2 separate regions of the Hordeum vulgare genome follow, and region 2 is linked to region 1. A link is a contact called in public Hi-C data. All regions are on one chromosome and are shown on one strand. The core of a region is the stretch at or near the end of the contact, and the rest is flanking DNA. Distances in the headings are between cores, read along the strand shown.

Region 1 (3,275 bases), core at 527-3,026:
GAGCCTAGTTCTTAACAAGCATAACCTCAAATATCCTTGGCCATAAAACAAATTTGAAGCCTTCCCTCCTCTGGCGCCCCACAAGTTCTTCAAAAAGGATACAGAAGAATTAGATCAATTTTTTGAAGGAAAACATTGTATTACTATAAAGTGGAAATATGTAATAAAATAGTCGCATCATGTTTGACTTAGTACACCATGTAGCTAGAAGACCGGCGAAGTAACCACAACAAGAGAGATCAATTTGATGAAAAAAAGAGAAATCTAAGCAACTTCATGAGGAGTACAAGGAATTGTGTATTTCCACCTTGCATATTTCTTGGGCTTATGATTGAAGTAGAAGTAGAAAACAAACATAATACGGTAGATTAGCCCCTCAACTCTTATCTAGTTTTGTTTGCACCCCTCTCGGATCCGTAAACGCCTGACCACTTATGGGGATACTACTAGCACGCGCCTCGATGAACATAGTGTATAATAAATATGTCTGTAAATAGACATTGGATTTTCCAAAAAGTAAACAATGGCAAGACAATATTTGATGATCGAGTCCGATCGAAGCCTACATTTCCTAGAGGCCTTGCTCGGGTGCTCCTCCCTGAGCATTAAATCAACATAACACAACCAACGAGGAAACTCGCCAAGGCTTCATCGGTGTCTCCAACCACCCAACATGGCTGGTTTGGCCACCCTTGCCGCGGTGACCATACAACCCCTCTCATGGTCTCGTGTCATGTTTCTTTTTGTTACCCAGTTGTTCATTCATACTCCCTCCGACCCAGAATAAGTGTCGCTGATTTAATACTACTTATTTTGGGACGAAGGGAGTATATTATAGGTACAATTACAGGTGTTTGATTCCAACGCCTTACGGCCCGCTCATAACAAGGCCAACTACAATCCTATACACATATTCCACCCAAATTCGATCAAAGGAGTTTTGAAGGAATTCGAGCTGTCGGGATACGACCGGACCGGACCATTGTGCGACGAACAGATCCGAGGCACGGGCCACACAGGCATAGCTTGCAGCGTAGATCTAGGGTTCCTTATTCGAGGGGAGCCCGAATTGCTACATAGAAACATCTTGCCTTGCCTTCCCCGCAGGCCGGTGACCGGATCGACAAACATCACAATTACCCGAAGTTACAAAAAAATCCCCATCCCTTTGACAACCCCCCAATAGCATAGGCTCCCCCCCCCCCCCTCCACACCAAGATGTTTCTTCCCCAAATTGGGTGGACACCCCCATCCTCCACGATCCCAACACATCCATCAACAACAAAGTTTCCCAATCCGCCAGCCAGCTAGCACTCTAGCGAGTTCCAACCCACAGCATCACCGAGCAAGCTGTAAATCCGAATCCAAACAGGGGCCGGGCCACAAGAACGGATCTGTTCGAATCCGGACCGAATCGCAGGGAGGAGGAAGAGGGCCGAGAAGGGGAGCTTACCTGAGACTCGTCGGCGGCGCGGCCGTGATGAGAGCCGGTAGGTAGGTAGGGCGGCGGAGGTGGGAGGTGTACCGGAGATTATATATGGTGTTGAAGCAATAAAAGAAGTCGTTTTAATCCTCAAGCCGGCAAGAGTTACCTCCTCCTCTTCTGCGGTGTGAAATGAAGGGTGTGGTTACTCCCAATGGTGGGCACAAACAAACGGAGTGGGGGTGGGGAAGATGAACCAACATGGATCCGGCGGACGCTGCTCTGGAACCGGCGGCCACGGCACCAGCCGCTGCTCGCGCAATCTACCGGAGGGATATTAATATATCTAGGGAGTAGTAGGGATTACACTGCTCTGCCACGCCACTACAGGGTGTCAAGAACAAGAAGAGCTTTGCCACCGTGGATTATTGTTTTTCAAAAATACATGGATTTTTCTTCCGGATTTCTTTAACATGATAATGGGTTTTCTCTTATTTAGTCATGTATATCTATAGGATGCACACACGGGCAAAGATGAATCCCCCTCCCCCCCCCCCCCCCCCCAACACACACATACAAATTGATTAGATTCAGTTTCTCACCTTTGTATTCTGCTTTGCCCGACCCCCCTGCAAACTTAGCCTTTCTCGACGGCTCTTGCGCCGAGTCGAATCGGGACCAAATTCACCTATCAGGGTCTAGGTTGATGTTGCCATCAAACACACCGCCTTCGTCGAGAAAGAGTGAAGGGCGACTAGGGTTGCGATGGAGTTGTTCAACAACCGTGCGGCAAGAATAAAGATGCGGTGATAGATCTGTCGACGCGCCGTCAAAGATTTGAGGGGGGGGGGTCGAGAATTTTGGTGGGCTAGGGTTGCTAGTGAACAAGTATATATAATTGTTGTGGTTGTGATGTTAAGAGTGAGATCCAGATCTAAGGGGTTGGGATCCTCTAACCTACATCACCCTTGACCTCATTAGGAAACATCTAGGCCCAGTAACCGCTTCCGGGTCCAAGGGCTACGAAAAAGTTCACCGGTTATAATAGAAAGTCAGCATGTGGGCCAAATAACTTTTTTGGAGTCAAGGGCTACAAATAAAGTTCACTAGCTGCGATAAAAAAAGTCGGCATGTGGGTCGAGCAACTACCTCGGGAGAGGGCTATACATTTTTTTACTAACAACAATCAATATAAAAAGTTGGCATGTGTTTCAAGCAGTGGCGAATCTACTCGGGGGCTTTAACACACTCAAGCTCCCCCTTCAGCCCTACAATTATAGATTTTACTACTAGTATCAAGGCCCATCCAAGCCACTTGTGAGCCCATCCCAACACATATTTGCATGGTCCAAGCAGCCCAACCCTCCCTCCATTTTTTTTCTAGACTCGTCACTGGTTGCAAGAAAAAGAAACAACATGCGGTCTATGAAGAAATTCACTGGTTAAAAAAAAGTCAGCGTGTGGGCCAAGCAACTACTTTCAAGCCAAGGGCTATGAAATGTCTCCTCGTTGCAAGAAAAAGAAACGGCATGCGGGCCAGGCAACTGTTTCCGGAGCCAAGGGCTATGGAAAAGTTTTCTTGTTGGAAGAAAAAAATTTAGCATATGCACAACAAGAAACTGCTTTCGAAGCCAAGGGCTACAGAAAAGTTCCCTTGCTGGAAAAAAATTAGTATGCGGTCCAAGTAACTGCTTCCGGAGCCAAAGGCTATGGAAAAGATCGTTGGTTGCAAGAAAATAAAATGACATGCGAGCCAAGTAAATGCTTTCAGAGATGAGGACTACGATAGAAAAATTACTACTTGCAAATAAAAAATCAACATGTGTCAGCATGTGGGCCAAGCAACTACTTC
Region 2 (3,645 bases), core at 261-2,760, 140 kb after region 1:
CTAAGGATAACCAATTTCGAGGAATAATCGGCACAGAAGTTGGCTGCCTATGTTCGTGAAGTTTTGTGAGATGAGGGCAACCACTTGCGCTCGCTATCCTCTCGTTCCCACGCTGAAACTTTTTCCACTCGTTCGCTCACGAAAAGGGGCAGCGTTAGCTATGACTCTAAATTGAATGGCGGTGTGCTTAAGGTGCAAGTCCTTCCTCTCTATCTCTCCCTCCCTCCCCCCCTCTCCCTCTCTCTCTCTCTCTCTCTCGCTCTCCCTCTCTCTCTCTTTCTCCCTCTCTCTCTCTCCCTCTCCCTCTCTCCCTCCCTTTCCCGATCTTGTCATGATTTGTGAGCTCTGGTTGCTCGCGTGGGAGTGGGCGTCGAGGGAGAAGTGGTGGGTTTGATGGGAAGGGGGAGCGGATGGATATGGCGACGTTGCTGACGGGCTTGGCGCCCATCGGGTGTTGTGTTGTCGATGGTGATGATTCCTCAACTTGCGAGCATTTGTTCTTCCGTCCATGGGGGAATGGCAAGTCAATCTGCCCCCTATGTGAGTTGTTCTCCGGTCAGGCCAACCAGGGGCGGACCTACATTGAGGTGAGTGGGGGCCTAGGCCCCCACTCAAAATTTGAATCTCTAGTAATATTTGCTTGTGCTTTTTGAAAAATATGCTAAAATTCTTTGAATTTTGAACGAATATGCCCCACTCGAATACTTTACCCCCAGTTAAAATACTTTCTAGGTCCGCCACTGAGGCCAACAATCCCTCTATGATTTGGTTCTCTATGGGCATATGAGTTGAGCGTTTGTGGATTTTTGTATATGAATGAGAATATGTTTGATTTTTAAAGATCTTCATTCATATATTTGCTATTAATTAAATGGAAACATGTCATGAGTTTTACTTCCTATAGAGACTATATATATATTTCTCCGCAAGCTTTTTGTTCATATTTCACAAAAATCATCTCTAGCTCAAGTATTTGCATTGCTTTATTATAAACTCGGCGGATACAAAACCAATGTATAACCCAAATGAACGTAAAGCGGATAAGATTATCGTCCGTTTGGGTCGTCCGGTTGAAGTTGCTCTATGATCGTCAATCATATCAAGACATTTTATTATTGGTGTCAACGTATTCAAACTTGCCCCCGCATAAAGAACGTATTCAAAGTTGCGGAGGCCTGTATATATTCGAAAAAGAAAAATACAAACTCCTGAGCCGTTCAATGCACAATGTCGATGGCGGCTTCGGAGAACTAATGAACTCAAAATTGCCGCGAAAGCCGAGTCGACAAAAAACATGCGCGCGTGCGGCGAAACCCGTCTGCTCCCCGCTCCCCTTTCCACCACGTCAGCGATCCGCGCAGGAGATGCATCTGGGTCGTCCATTTCACACAGCGGCGAACGGCTGAGATCAAACCCAGTCGCCTGACGCCCACCGATCCGTGGCACGCACCAGTTCACCAATCACAGCCCGCCTTCTCCCTCCTATAAACAAGCCGCGCCCTCGCCATCTCTTCCTCACCACTCCTCCCACCTCCCATCGAAACACCGCCACACCCCTCCCCGTCGAAGCAAGCAGCAGCAGCAAGCAGCGGCGTCCATGGCCCCCAAGGCGGAGAAGAAGCCGGTGGCGGAGAAGGCAGAGAAGAGCACGGCCGGGAAGAAGACCAAGGCCGAGAAGCGGCCGCCGGCTTCGAAGGAGGGCGGCGAGAAGAAGGGCAAGAAGAAGTCCAAGAAGAGCGTCGAGACTTACAAGATCTACATCTTCAAGGTGCTCAAGCAGGTGCACCCCGACATCGGCATCTCCTCCAAGGCCATGTCTATCATGAACTCCTTCATCAACGATATCTTCGAGAAGCTCGCCGGCGAGTCCGCCAAGCTCGCGCGCTACAACAAGAAGCCCACCATCACGTCCAGGGAGATCCAGACCTCCGTCCGCCTCGTCCTCCCCGGCGAGCTCGCCAAGCACGCTGTGTCTGAGGGCACCAAGGCCGTGACCAAGTTCACCTCCGCTTAGATAGTCTGTTCGCTGTCTTCTTGGTGGATCGATGGTTTTCTCTGTAATAGTCAGCTGCTGGGATCATGTTGTCTTGTAATTTGTGCTGGTTGTGTGGAAACACACTGTTTCATTGTCTCGTGAAATAGTAATGGTGCTTCTTTGATCTGTCTCTTGGCTCTCTACCAAGTTCAATTCTTTTATCCCTGTTGCTTCACTTGACAGAGTTCTTGCTCTGTTCTTATCCCTGTAAAACTATGCAGAAAACGACTCTGAACTTGCAAAGTTGTTTCTCTGTTTCATTTCTTAATTTCTGTTTTCAGCCATCGCTTTACGAGGGTGATCACCCTTTCAGACATAGACTTGGTTTCAAAACTGCTTGAAACTGACGAAAGTGTCCATTTGTTCAGACAAAGACTTGGTTTCAGACATAGACTCCCGCCCTGCTGACTGCTGCTCTCCTGTGCTTTGGGAGACGGTGTGCGATTCAGACAGGATGATGGTGTTTTTCATTTACGGGTTTATGAAAACAAAATGGCAAAACCGGCAAGTATGAGTTTATTTTAAACCCTGAAGAAGATTCAATATTAGTTGTCCGTTGGTTGTAAAAATTATATTTGCAAGCCAGAGTTTTTACCACAAATGCCTGCACTGAACGTTCGGTTCCATAGAAGACAATGTCCCTCTCTGATTCTAGCATTACGGTATCTTAATATATGGAGCCTGCTAAATCGCAGTCGATTGAGATTTAGTGACGTCTCCAGTCGATGTGTCAACGACCATCGGATCGTTCCTTGCTTCAAGAATCGCGCTGGAAGTGGTTTTGTCTAGATTTGGCCTGTGTTAGCCGCATAACCAGCCCGTTTTAAAAAAATAAATTCTGTTGGGACGGTCAGTTTCGCTCCAAAATTTAAGCTTGAGGGACGGTCAGATCGCTGTGCTCGGACACCACCAGGGAGAGGATGAATGCTGCTGCTGCTGCTGCTACTGGAGTAAGTTATCTCAATTTTCTCTTATCCCTTTCATTTTTGTAAATTCATTTGCTGCACCTTTTCAAGTGAGAGTATATTTTGCATATTGTAGTAGATATTCTAGTGCCGATTTTTCTTTTCAAGCAGAGAGTTTTTATTTTTTATTTTTCTCTTTTGGTGTTACTTTTGCAAGTAGGTTTTCATTTATTTTTCAGGGACATATATTTTGAATAAAGATTGGTGATATTTAGGTATGCAACATATATGTTTTTTATTTTTTGATATTTATTGGGGTAGTCACGTACCTTTTGAATAAAATGAGTTAGTTGCATATCTTTTGCATAAAGATGGTGATGGTTAGTGAAATAACAAGAAATTGTTACTTCATCCGTCTCAAAATAAGTGATTCAAAAATGAGTCAGTTTTGTACTAACTTGTGACAGCCCGAGACCGATACTCGAGAAGATTCTCCTATTATTCCATTGCTGTCATGTGACTATTTGTTTGTCGCACTCATCATCGCTTCATGCGCATCATCCGTATTGCATCGGCACTTTGTTGTCGTCGGTTTTCAAAACTGCATCCGTTATTAGTTGTCAGTTCTCTTCGTGCTCGCCGTTAACTGTTTCGAGACCAACCACACACGCACGTGCTCGCGACATCGATAAAATATTATTTTTA

Evidence for each region. A called contact is a pair of places that touch in the nucleus more often than the background predicts.
Region 2: a Hi-C map of seedling shows a contact between it and region 1, with 6 times the contacts expected there. The contact joins the promoter of LOC123406969 here to the promoter of LOC123407282 in region 1. A contact is called at or near these places in 4 of 6 Hi-C or Micro-C datasets (leaf and seedling) and 1 of 1 datasets of contacts at active chromatin or transcription factors (embryo).

What each region holds. Positions count from the first base shown.
Region 1 is chr7H:602,051,278-602,054,552 of MorexV3_pseudomolecules_assembly, forward strand. It overlaps LOC123407282, which reads right to left and starts at 1,777. Exons shown (of 9, transcript XM_045100385.1): 1 at 1,685-1,777; 2 at 1,454-1,603; 3 at 1-87.
Region 2 is chr7H:602,187,085-602,190,729 of MorexV3_pseudomolecules_assembly, forward strand. It overlaps LOC123406969 (histone H2B.3-like), which reads left to right and starts at 1,511. Exons shown (of 1, transcript XM_045099988.1): 1 at 1,511-2,161. The coding sequence starts at 1,598. The coding sequence ends at 2,014.